2 separate regions of the Mus musculus genome follow, and region 1 is linked to region 2. A link is a contact called in public Hi-C data. All regions are on one chromosome and are shown on one strand. The core of a region is the stretch at or near the end of the contact, and the rest is flanking DNA. Distances in the headings are between cores, read along the strand shown.

The links. A called contact is a pair of places that touch in the nucleus more often than the background predicts.
Region 1: a Hi-C map of regulatory T cells shows a contact between it and region 2, with 4 times the contacts expected there. The contact joins two enhancer-like sites. A contact is called at or near these places in 3 of 484 Hi-C or Micro-C datasets (CD4 T cells, CD8 T cells and regulatory T cells), 2 of 115 datasets of contacts at active chromatin or transcription factors (memory CD8 T cells and regulatory T cells) and 1 of 9 other capture datasets (liver).

Annotation. Positions count from the first base shown.
Region 1 is chr15:27,924,618-27,931,800 of GRCm38.p6, forward strand. All of the region lies in intron 1 of Trio (triple functional domain (PTPRF interacting)), which reads right to left. Among named protein-coding and RNA genes, the nearest start is that of Gm29975, 67 kb to the right of the region's middle. Within about 2 kb of position 2,039, at least 145 of the 459 cell types and tissues checked have an H3K27ac peak or open chromatin away from gene starts, as enhancers often do. A contact at or near this core is called in CD8 T cells, memory CD8 T cells and regulatory T cells, where this site is marked.
Region 2 is chr15:27,822,854-27,829,122 of GRCm38.p6, forward strand. Trio (triple functional domain (PTPRF interacting)) reads right to left here. Exons shown (of 57, transcript NM_001081302.1): 28 at 5,413-5,505; 29 at 2,810-2,921; 30 at 1,128-1,318. Among named protein-coding and RNA genes, the nearest start is that of Otulinl, 140 kb to the left of the region's middle. Within about 2 kb of position 4,253, at least 79 of the 459 cell types and tissues checked have an H3K27ac peak or open chromatin away from gene starts, as enhancers often do. A contact at or near this core is called in CD8 T cells, memory CD8 T cells and regulatory T cells, where this site is marked.

The DNA.
Region 1 (7,183 bases), core at 789-3,288, 100 kb after region 2:
CAGAGAAATTGCATTTCTCTGACTAAGTGATTCAAAATAAATCACATGGGCAACCTGTCCCCCCCCCCCCCATCTCCCTGTGCCTCTGTCTGTCTGTCTGTCTCTTTCTCTGTGTCTCTCTGTGTGCATGTGTGCTATAAAGCCTGACAGCAGACGCCACCCTAATTACATATGTGCCTCTCACTTATGCATACATGCACACATGGTTCAGTAAAGCCAACCTGATCCACAGACTGCTTTGCAGAAGAGCCCGGGGAATTGACCCAGAGCGATAAAACTCGATCCCTGAGCTATGTGAATGGATACCAGCCCAACCAAGATTGATTGTTAAGAGAAATCCTGATCCATTATCACATCAAGCATTTCATTCATTTAAATAGCCTCGCCTGGCTCCCCTTGCCTTCCACCCCACCGTGGAATTCCCGCAGGTGGCCTTGCTGTATCTGCAGCCTCCTAATCAGTGGTCAGTAGTCCTTCTGACCCCACCACTCGCCTTGAAATCGGCTTCTAGCTCACACCTCCTTCTACTGCTCTCCATAAGTTTTCCACGATGCCCCTCTGTGGCTTCTTGATGCCTTCCCGTAAGACACACACTCCCTGACATGACATAATCCTTCAGATGTGACATCTGCCTCCTGTGCAGCCTCGCTCGCTTGCCAATACTTATTCTCTCCCCAGGCGAAAATGAAAGAATCCCAACCAGACAGACGCTCAACTTCTGACCCTTTGAACTCCTACACGCATCACCAAAAACCCACTCCCATCATTCCTGTTCCCAGAAATACGTGTGCACACTGCACACACTGGGAACCCTAATACTGGATACATAACCCACTCAGCGCCTGTAGCACTCAAGCCTTTGCCACATCCTGGAAATGACCTAAATACTGGTCACAGTCACTGGGCACTGTGTCCCACCGTATGGGGAGCACGGCAGAAAACCCCAAGCAGCCATTTAACCCTAGGAAAACAACACCCTTTGCAGCTGGCAAACCTCACCACCAGTCTACAACTGGGCTCCTGAGTACAGTTCACAAAAACACAGAACTAACCATATTCTAAAGTTGCCAACCTGCTCACAATGGCCAGGCACTAAAAGTGACTGGTTCTCTTGCTGTCTCGTGTACTTAACGACGAGTCCTTCATTTGTAGTTTAAGATAGGAAAAGGTTTTACTTTGGGGTTGTTGCAATGTAATTAAAACATTATTTTCTGCCCTAATCACTGTTGGTCTCACCTCTGATGAAGGAAGGAAGGGTGGAGCATACGAAGGGAGAATGCTTAGGAGGAGGCTCATTTCTGCACTTTCACTGCAGAGAGGGGGGGGGGGGGAGCAGGAGCAGGAAGTGTGCAGGCATCAGAGGCCTGCTTCTCTGCAGTTAGCAGGGTTCACCCAAAAACAGTTGCAAGGAAATGCTTTAGTCATGAGACTTTGTGACCAGCCTGGGCTTGAGGGAACGAAGCTACGTCAACTCCACACAACTCCAGACAGAACTTCTTTGTTTTACATGTCAGCACATATGTGTCCCAAGTCCCCGAGTCCCAGAGGGCTCAAGTGGAACAGCTGACAGAACGAATCTCGGGGTTTCTGCCATATGTTTTCTGCAACAGGAACGGAACACAACTTAAACTTCTGTGAGTGCGAGGTGTGGCCAACAGGCTTGCTTCGGTCGTGTCCGCCTGCCTGTTGGTGACCATTACTAGGAAAGACAGGAAACAAATAAGGAGAACCAAGGCTTCTGAGACTTCAGATGCCACGGGACAAAGGACTTGATCCCAGCAATGAGCACCGGTTTGGATTTAAGCTCCAAATCTTATTACCTTACACATTAGTAAATCTTACGGATTATTATAGTTGATCGCCACACCAGTGTCCCTGACCCCTACGTTGGCTCCTGCCCACTTCTTTTGCTTGCTTGTAGTTCGAGACAGGGTCTCTCTTTGTAGGTCTGGCTATCCTCGAACCACCAACAAGACTTCTAGCTTCTCTAACATGTAAACTGTCAATTCAGCCCCTGTGACCTGGGTTGTGGCTGGGGACTTCCTTCCTGCAGGGGACTTCCCCGGGCTTCAGGGGCCCTGCCTATCTTGTCAGCCTCTGCTTTTACTACTCAAGGCTGAGAGTCTTAATAAGTAATCAATTAATTTGAGTGGCCACGAGTTACATCTAAACAATACTTAAATCATTATCTTGTTTATACATAAACCAAAGTTGCTAAATATTCAGCAAAATTAGGATATTGTAGGTCTGTCTGTTACAAATACACTCCAGTAAGTCACGGACCCTTAAATGTGTCAATGAGGTAAAGGCTTCATGGATTTAATTCCAACATGAAACTCACTAGAAGGGCGTATCTTTAATGAGATCCAAGAATGTGGCAGAACTTTGTAGTAGCCAGTTCCCCGATGGAGCCTCGAGCTGTTTGGTTCACTTGGCGCTCGTGTTCAGACAGAACTTTTACACACACTGATCTGCTAAGCCCTGGGGATTCCCCAACCTGCACAGTCCCTGTTTGAAGACGCTTATCGTCGAATAGAGAACAAAACATGCACGAGAGCAGAGAACAGCCTCGACTCCACTCCCAGGCGGGTCCGTCTGACAGGTGCGCATCTGGGCACGCGCTGCTGTTACTGATCTGAGGTGGGGAGGCTGTGATTAGCTGGACAATCTTAACTACCACCCGTTCCCACCCAAGCACTGCATCGTCGCTGGCATGGAAATAAACCCCAGACGACCAAGGCAAGACCCGGAACATGGAGGCCCAAGACACAGCTGACATTGTCCTTCCGTGCTTCAGCCACCCTACTTGCCTTGACAGTTCTGTCCCTGTTTTCTTAGTGTGCGCTGCAGTTCATCTGTGCTGAGGGACCAGTCACAATCAAGGTGGGCCATCCAGGTAATTTCTGGTGGGGGGGGGGGGGGTGGTGGGGCGTGGCAGGGGATGTGGAATCGTGTAAGAAACCTAGGGAGGACAACTCATGCTTCATAACTTGTTTGATTTTAGGTTGAATTCTAAACAGTCAAGTCTGACATTTTCTTCCAGGTCCTTCTATGTGGTGGAAGATGTGACTGCTGAAGAAACACTAGCCCTGACGCGATCCTACAGGCTAATGGCTTCCTGTCCAAGAAACAGGACCAGCATAACTTTGCTCATGGGTAATGAACCTGTCCAGCTGCCTCAAGATTATAGCTTTATCCCAATGTGGGCGGCATACGGCCTTGAAAGCTAAAGCCATTAATTTACTCAACACTTAACCAGGCCTGGTGCCCTGCCCTACGCCCATTTCAGAGCAGGGAAAATCACATCAGACAGGCCTGGGTGACTTCCTTTCCTGCTGGATCCTGGTAAGAGGGTAAGACACTACAGAGTATGGCGGCTGAGGAAAACCTGCTCAAGTTAACAAGAGAGAGAACACCATTTCCCTTCTCTATCCACCACCTCAACCCACCATCCCCTCATCTCCTGCAACTGCGACTGCACCTCAAATCCTCTTTCCACGCTTAGAAAAGGAAGGGCTTTTTAAAGACAGAATAAAATATGGCCGTTAAGTAAAAAAGATCTAGTAACATTCAAGGGAAATAACTGCCTTCATTGACTGCTCTCCACAGTATACATTGAGGCAGGGTCTCACACTTGAACACAACATTCTCCTGGTTACCCTAACCTAGTGACCTGCCCCAGGGAATCCCTTCATGGCCATCAGTATTCATGTGGATACCAGGTATCTTATTACGGCTAGTCCTTACACTGAGGGGCAAGACTTCATCCACTGAGCTATCTTCCTTTGCATAAGAGTGGACCACATGTGGAAGAACTGGCCTCCCTCTTGGTATCATGAAGCATCTTCACTGGTCCAAAGGAAGATGCATGCTGGGTGCAAAGGCCAGCAGAGATGGGAGGAGAGGAGGGGTGCGACTCTAAGCATCCTTTGCCTGAGGACTCAGGTAAGCCTTGGGATATGACCATCCTGCCCACAGTGCATCACCTTCCTAGACTCTCTGGGGATGCTGGAACTTAGTAAGTCAAAGCCAGGACAGGCTCCACACAAGCTTGCCCATGGTGCTCTGCGGCCCCCTCAGAGCAGGGCTAGACTCTGGGCAGTTGTGGTAACTGTCCTGACTTGAGAGAGTATGGCTAAGTTACCAAGGAAGAGCTCTAATGGTGGGATGTTCTCTTACTACTCCAGCTGGGCACTAAGAAAGGACAGAGGCTTCTGGTGGTTGTGGCCACTGACCCTCATGCTGAGGCCACACAGACGTCTCTTCCCGCTTGTCATAGGTCCCTTTCAAGACACTGGAGGTGGGGGTCGGGGCAGAGAGAGAGAATTCAGCTGTTTGCAGCTCAGCAGAGCGGCATGCTATGGGGTGGTAATTCTGTTTTCCTCGTTTCTTCTCCTAAACACTGTCACTTACAGCGGAACATGTCACCATCAGAATCTTTTCTACCAAAAGCATAAGGAATCCTTTTGCAAACTAAACTTAGTATGAATGAAAGAAGTGGGAACACTGAAGGGGCATTTAAGTGGGTGTGGCATGGACACCCACTCACTTGGTAGCTCTCCCCTTCTACAGCTTTGTATCAGGCCCTACACCAAGCAAGACCTCCTCAGCAGCTCCCTGCTCCAGGTGCTGCATCTAGAGGTTATAAGTTACTGCCTGAAGAACAGATGGGGAGAGGGGGTCAAGTAGGGTTCCGACAACGTGGTGGGCAGAGGTGAGTAGCACTGAAGTTTTATGTGTACCTCAAAGCAACACCACAGTTCAAAGTTAGTATCTCCTTCGAGGCAGGGCTCAGGGACGAAGCTGTCTGGGTCAGCTGCCTGCCACCCTGGGGAACACTGGCAGAGGCTAAGTTTCCCACACTTTCCATGTGAAATGGGGAGCCTGAGATGGCTTCACCTCCCACCAGGCTGGGTGTAATGGGCGATAGATAGAGAGACAGATGGACAGACAGAAGGATGGTTCCGAGAGAGGATGAAACGAAAGGACATAAGACATTGGTTCTCAACCTGTGGAGCAAGACCCTGAACCTTTCACAGCTATCTTGACATTTCCTACACCTCAGATATCCTGCATATCAGATTTTATATTATGATTTATAACAGTAGCAAAATTACAGTTATAAAGTAGCAATGAAGATAAATTTATGGCTGGGGGTCACCACAACATGAGCAACTCTATGATAGGGTTGCAGCATGCGGAAGGTTGAGAACCGCTGTAAGGTTTCTAACCCTACAGTCTGGTTGAGGCTTCTTGACAACTCTGAGTGAAGAATTCTAGCCACATTAACAAATCTACTATAAATTCACCAATACAGAATTACTTTTACTTCCATACAGAGACATGTCTCGTCTCCCTTCACTCCTTCCCCACCTATACATCTGCAATTTTCTGGGAATCTCATAAACAAGACTATAAATTTCATTTGCAGAAGGAAAAAAAAAGTCTTACTCATTGTTTAACCCCTATGATCTGTGGTTTTATCAGCCTGTTAATAAACTACCCAATAACCTTAGGAAATATCTTACAGCCTTATTTACCAAAAACTAAAAAGAAAAAAGATCAAAGTTCTTAGCAACCTTTTGAGGGGTAACTTCAAAAAATAAATCACCAAATGGCAACTCTTGAGACAATTACATGCAGCTCTCTTGTGAAGCACACATACACTTATAGGTACTTTCCTTCCTCAAAGACCACACACACACACACACACACACACACACACACACACCACAGCACAAACTGCTCATGCTTTACCTATGTCAAAACATCTTACAAAGCCCAAGTCTGCTTCACACTGACAGGCCCTGACATTCTTCTGGCAAAGTCAAGAGTCCAGATTTCACCTCAATAAGGGTCTCTGAAAATAATCTCCAGGGCTCCTGCTCCCAGGACTGCAGCTCCCAGGCCCACTCAGCCCCACCATCAGCAGCGGATCTGAGGAAGGTCTCACTTTTGGATGCCAACCCTGCTTTAAGAGGCTGGTCTGAGGAACCTTGTGCTCACTCACCTGAGGTTAGTGTTGGAGAAGGCAAGGGATTATTACTTACAAAGGAAAAGCAAGGTCTGAGACAAGCCACTGTTGAAGGCCACCCATTCCCCATGAAAGATGTATTTTAGAAATCAACACAGTCATGGTACATTAACCTTGGGCATTCCCTTTTGAGACTGACTATAAATTACCTAGCAACGCATGAGGCAATTTCAACAGGAGAACTCCTTAGAAGCATCCCTCCCCACCCATCACCCGCACCAGGGCATCCTCAGCTTCCTGCCTCTTTCCATGGCACAACATGACAGATACAACAGGAAATGAAAGGTGAGCCTAGGTCGCCGCCTATCTCTGATCTCTCTTCATTGCCTCTCACAGGAGCTTATAAGCACTAGTGTCAGGAACTCCACTCCTCCTTGAAGATGGAGAGATGGACAACCCACTACCACCACCAAAAAAGCTTTTACCTGGCTATGACATCCAGGAAGCAGGGAGGCCTCCGTGGGCTTGTTTGACTCAGTTTCCCTTTATGGTCCACCTTTAATAGATAATCAAACACGAGCAAGCTCTTCCCTACCCTTGGCTTCACTCTGCTGAGCAAATCTAATGATGCCTGTGGTATACTTGGCTTCCACATCACGCCCTTGGCCCACTCTACAGACAGCACTCATCAGAAAACAATCCCTTAAAGTGGTGGGTAAACAAACTAAGTTCTTCTTGAAAGTCAGACCAGGAGGCATCATGGAAGCTGGTGGCATGACATCAGTCAACTTTGCAACCAAAAACACTATGCAACCTTCTTTTTTTTCTTTTTTGTTTTGTTTTTTTGGTTTTTTGTTTTGTTTTGTTTTTTCGAGACAGGGTTTCTCTGTGTAGCCCTGGCTGTCCTGGAACTCACTCTGTAGACCAGGCTGGCCTCAAATTCTGAAATTCACCTGCCGTTGTCTCCCAAGTGCTGGGATTAAAGGCGTGCGCCACCACGCCCGGCTGTTATGCAACCTTCTAAACCTTAAAACGGGAAGGACAAGGGGTTGCTATTTTATGTAGCAAATGAACGCTCCGAGCCCTGGAGCTCTGATTACTCGATTACTTACTTAATAGTAAAACAGAAGGGCTTTCAAGTCAATTGCTGTTAGTCTTTTTGTCCGCCATGGACCCTGGCCGTGTAGGAGCACCAGAGTGTTGTTCATA
Region 2 (6,269 bases), core at 3,003-5,502:
AGTCTTTCAAATGCTATTTTTGATTACATATTTTTCTGTGATAATGCCATTTTGCTATTATCAAATTTTCAAAAATTTGTTCTTACATTTACTTTGCATAAATTAATTTCTAATGGAGAATAATTAAATCTTCGTTATTATGGATCTGTAGTGAGCGCAGCAAGTAAGGGAGCTTACATACGTTTTGATGTCTGTACTGGCTGGTTTTGTGTCAGCTTGACACAGGCTGGAGTTAGTTATCACAGAGAAAGGAGCTTCAGTTGAGGAAATGCCTCCATGAGCTCCAACTGTAAGGCATTTTCTCACTTAGTGATCAAGGGGGAAGGGCCCAGCCCATTGTGGGTGGTACCATCCTTGGGCTGGGAGTTCTGGGTTCTATAAGAAAAAAAACTGAGCAAGCCAGGGGAAGCAAGCCAGTAAGCAGCATCCCTCCATGGCCTCTGCATCAGCTCCTGTCTCCAAGTTCCTGCCCTGTGTGAGTTCCTGTCCTGACTTCCTTTGGTGATGAACAGCAATCTGGAAGTATAAGCTGAATAAACTCTTTCCTCCTCAATTTGCTTCTTGGTCATGATGTTTGTACAGGAATAGAAACCCTGACTAAGACAATGTTATGAATTAAAAAAATTAAATTGATATGAATCCTTGCTTAGGGTAGGACATCATCTATTTACACAGCAGCAGTTTTCAACCTGTGTGAGGGTTGCTCCTCCCACTGGGGTCACGTATTAGATATCCTGTATCTATATTTACATTATGATTCATAATAGTAGCAAAATTAGTTATGAAGTAGCAACAACAATGGTTCTATGTTTGGGGATCACCGCAGGAACTGTATTGGAGGGTCCCAGCATCAGGAAGGTAGAGAGCCACTGCCCTACAGTGTTTCTCCATCCTGCAGTGAGCAGCTATGGGCTCTAAGAACAGAATCCCCAAGCCCCAAGAGTATCAGTGTGCCCTCTAGTGGACTTGGCTTGCAGAGAAATTAGCTGATGAAGAGGAAATCACAATTCAGATTCACATTTCTGAGCATTTTAGGAGGAAGCTATAGGCAGCAGGCAGGAGGTTTCTGTCCTACAGGAAGGCTGCAGCTGCGGTCTGTGGACTCGAGCTCTGGACGCCATACTTACAAACAGCTTGCTTTTGTACAGGTACTTGCTTCTCCCGCTGGAGTCTTTCACTTCTTTACTAAACACCAAGGACATTTCAAAAAGGAAGAGATGCCGTTCTCGACCCTTCCGAATTAAGGTTTTCGGGTCCCACACTTGGAAGGACTCCTGCAGGATGAGCTCTCCCTGAGACTCAATGTTTTCGTCAAACCCTGCAACATGAAGCAAAAGCAGACCCGACTCAGAAGGCAGCACTGCCGGCTCGCCTGCAAATGCTTTCAACGTGGCTCCACGCTCACCACCCGCCCTCCTAACAAGGGAGAGCTCTTCCTAAAATACTACTTTGCATGTATTTCCCCAAGTTCAAACATTTTCAGGGGTTCCTCATAACTTCCTTCTCTACTTTCCACTCCTATCTGTTGGCTCCCAACATGAGATCTGGTTTAAGTCCCATCTGCTTGTCACTGAATCACGCACGGCCTTTGCTCAGGCGATCACTCCCCCTGACCAGAGTGCCTCCAGTGTACTGCGCACCCCAGCCTCTGATTCTTTTCCTCTGTTGCTGAAATGCCCCTCTCAGACTCTGTTCAGGCCCCAGCCTGGTGGAGCCAACTTTACTAACCCATTTTCTGGGAGTCTGGAATCCTCTGCACGTGGATCTGCCTAGACCGGGCACATGGTGGCCTCCCTGACTATTCTTTCCTTACAATGTGGCCACCAGGACTTAGCAAAGTGGCTCCTGGGTGGAAGCTGCTCTCTCCCTTCTTTTCTGTCTCTTTACTATAAACTTCCACTGAGCCATCTTATGTAAGTTCATCACTCGCCTGTCCCTTCACAGTGAGGAAGAGCTAGGCATCCTAACCCTGGGCAAATGAGAAAATGAATGTATACAGCTAGTAGGGTTCCCTACCCACAGGCTCTTGTACTTGCTGTGAGGTGGAATATGAATGTGGTCCTGCAGGACCTATTCAAGTAGGAAAATACATAGGACAGAAATGAGCCAGAACATAGCCCTTCCCTCTGATGACATCATGAAGAACAGAGGAAGAACAACGAGGATTGCTGGATCTCTGAGTCTCTATTACAGAGTGGCATTGAGTCCTGACTAATAAATTTCTTGATGGTACCAATGACCTGGCATAAACTAGCAAAAGCATTTGGGATGGGCCCTTTGCATTGCTAACCTCGGCAGTGCAGAGGCAGCTTTACTAAATAGAAACATTCGTGCAAACTGGAATTACTACAATCCCTGTTGGATACATTTGTCTCATTTCTGTTCACCATGTTACACACTACATTCAACTGCTTCAGCAGACAACTGAGTTGTGCAAACATCTAGCAATGGCTATGGAAATGGGGAAGTAACAAGATCTTCTATATCCTCGGGTCTATAACCAGTGCGTTCATTCATCATTTACACCTCTGTTAGCAGGAAACCCAGGCAGCATTAAACAAGACTTAAGTGCTCCTGGAGTGTACAATGGCACTGCTGTTACCAAGTCCAGAAAGTGATAGTCGATTCACACAGCATCAGTGATGGTGCTGTGATAGTCGATTCACACAGCGTCAGTGATGGTGCTGTGATAGTTGACTCACACACAGCATCAGTGATGGCGGTGTGATAGTTGACTCACACAGCATCAGCGACAGTGCTGTGCACAGAGGGGGGAGGGGGACGCCTCGGGCGCGGTGTGTCCGGTTACCTTCCAGCATGCTGAGGTGCATGGCATCATTGGCTCGCTTGGGCACGCTGAGCATCACCTCCAGGCCATCTTTGATCTCCCCCTTTCCTTCCTCACAGCATGTGAGCAGCTCCTGGAGAAGATCAACACCGTGAACTCGCAAAGGACTGCAAAACGCTCTGCCAGCCACACCTCAGCAGAATCCATGAGAGCTCACGGTGCTCAGGAAACAAACAAAAAGGGAATCACTCAGGTTCACATAGGCAACAGTGTCTGATCTACTTGAATGAGGACCTGGAGGAAGTCAGATCCCGTCGCCGTTCTGAAAGAAGTTGTTATGCCTTGCCAACCACATCTCCAAAATGAGAAAATAAATGTTACTGGTTTGTAAGGAATATGGAATTGTGACAAGTGACAGCCATCCACAGTCTACCTGCCCTGCTAATCCCACAATGTCGGGGGCTGGCTGGACCCTGAATCAGAATAGCAACACAACACAGACCACTCCTCTGTGCAGGCTCCTTAGGGAGGTACTAGCTACAAGCTACCACACATCTCCAGGGTATCTATGTGTGTCATGCTACTTCCTGACTTCCTGGAAGCTCCTCAGCTCCCCCGTGAGTAGGACAGCAGGAAACACAAGCTTACATCCTGATGGGTCTCTCTCAGGTATTCCTTCATGGGTGCCAGACCGTTCTTGGTCACAGTGACAACAATCTTGTGTATATGATTCCCAAGGGGTTCAGAGCAGTGTGGTCATCAGCTTGGGGGAGGGGGAACTAGAGCAGTGGTTCTCAACCTGTAGATAGCATCCCTTCAGCAAACCCCTATCTCCAAAAATATTTACATTATGATTCATAACAGTAGCAAAATTACAGTTTTGAAGTAGCAATGCAAATTTTCTGGTTGCGGGGGGGGGGGGGTCACTGAAACATGACAAACTGTATTAAAGGGTCACAGGCATTAGGAAAGTTGAGAACCCCTGGTCTAGAGAACTCAGTCATCTGATGGGCACCTTCATGTTTGATCAGATGTGTATGCTTCTGAGGAGCTGGGCAGAAACTGCCTTACAAGTACAATGTGCCTCAACTCCCTCCGTGCAGACTGCCTTCCCACTGGGGAGGTCTGATGGAGTTTACTACTGTTCCCAGCAGAGTTTCTGGGGAAAATGAGAAAGATTTACAAGTAGAAGTGTAATCTTAGTGGACACAGAAGCTGAGAACAAAGCCTTGAGTTCTGAGGGCAACAAGGGACAACGGTGAGACAAGGCACTTGTGCAGACTTAGGAAGCAAAGGGGACAAGACCTGAATGCAAACCAGCAAAACCCAGCCTCCCAGCTTACGCCATGCTCACAGACAGCAGCAGCAGATTTGTGTAGTGATGGCTATCTAGTCACTGAGTAAGACTGTCATACAGAAGTACAGGAGAGGAGGTGCGGTGTGGCTTGGTGGTAGAGTGCTCACCCAACTTGTGTGAGGCCCTGGTTTGATCCCTGGCACTGCACTGTGTGTAAAGGAGGTGGGGGTTGTGGTAGTAGGGTTTTCGAGATAGAAAGGTCTCTTGATAGTACACATCTGTATAAAAGAACACAGCCATGTTTTACAGTTGCTAGGTCTCTCTTACTGAGAGAGCTTTAGACACCCTTAAGCTTCAGTGTCCTACTGCACGCCCAGGGCAGCAGCTGACAGAGCTGGGATTAGTGGACAGTCTACACGCTAATGTTTCAGCGCGTCCTTCACCGGCAGAGGAAATATAGTACCTTTGCCAGACAAAAGTTGTAAATGACTCTTAATGCAGCAAGCAAACATGCATTAACGACATAACGCATCTGTGGTAAGTTTGTTCCCCTTTCTACTGTTGAAAATAATCAGACTTAAATTTTTGCAAGGGCAATTTTAGATCTACTTAATTGCAACAAAAAGCAGAAGCCCTTGGGATCAGTAGGGACATGGTCTATAAAATGGCTAGCAGCCATAGGGAGCGGCATGAGGGCAGAGTGTTCCGGAGTCCATGGAAAACCTGCGCATCAGCCAGGTATGGGTTCAATGCTGGCACATATCAGCAATGATTCTGAGCATTTTTGTGACGCAGGGCAGATAGTCTCCAGACTTTCCAATCAGCGCTGCTGCGGGTTAAACATGTACAGGTGCTGTGTCGGGGTCTCAGCACCAGAGTCTGAGGATGCTAAAGGTCCAAGAGCCAGGAACTTATTTCTCAGTCAAATACCATTCTACATTGCAGACAAGGGCCAGCCAGTTCCTTCAGGGTACAACTAGGGGATATGATCTTAGGTATCTGCTTCAATAAGAAGCTGGACAGGCCAAGAAATGTCAGTGAAGGAAGCCACAGACACATGTGCACAGGGGATACATATCAACACAGGATGTGATGTTGCCGATGGTAGATGGAAACCACAGACACATGTGCCCAGGGGATACATATCAACACAGGATGTGATGTTGCCGATGGTAGATGGAAACCACAGACACATGTGCACAGGGGATACATATCAGCACAGGATGTGATGTTGCCGATGGTAGATGGAAACCACAGACACATGTGCCCAGGGGATACATATCAACACAGGGTGTGATGTTGCAGATGGACAATGTTTCATACACACCTTTAAAAGGAGCTGATACTTTGTTATCCGCTGAACTGGTTTGATCAGGTAGGAAGAGATGGAATTGGCTAAGCCATGCCGCTGCTGGATCTCCTATATTTAAATAAAACAAAAAAAAAAAAAAAAAGGGAAGCTTTATCATAGGGTCATTACTGTTAAACATGGGCACAGTACCACATTAATGACAAGTGTTTGTTTCTGATGAAATAATAAGCCCTCTCTTCTTAAAGCATGTGAAAATATCAGCACAAACTTCTCCAAGTCTACAGGTTTACTTTGCAGGGGACTTAGCAGAACACCAACAGAAGAGGGGATACAGATCCACAGTATGTCTGGTGTGTGCCCCTCTCCTGCAATAACACTGCTTACAAGCCTAGGCTGCGCTTAGCGTCTTCATAGGAAGGCAAGGAGCCCAGCCACGCAGTTCAGCGCTGCATACTGCTCATCAGTGAATAGCAGAGCACGTGAAGGGTGTTCTGTAATGCCTGTTACCATGGAAAGATATAACTGAAGGGTGGGCACAAGATGCCCAAAGGATGGAGGACAGTATAATCAAAAACCCCCTTAAAAATCAAAGTAACCTTACAATGCACACCCAAGGCGAGTGACTATGAAACTTGCCAGGTATGCTTCCTTTATTCCTTAAAGTTCTTTAAACACACAGGGCTTTTGAAAGTTAGACTCTATTTATTTATTTGGGGGCCAAACACATGACTAAGCACCTGTGTGAAGGCCAGAGAACAACTTGTGGGGTTGGTGTTCTCCTTTAATCGTGAGCCATCTTGTTAGCTTAACAAGGTTTTTAAAACCAAGTTTTGGCTACACAGACATTCTTGCTGCGTAGGCTTTCTATTCTA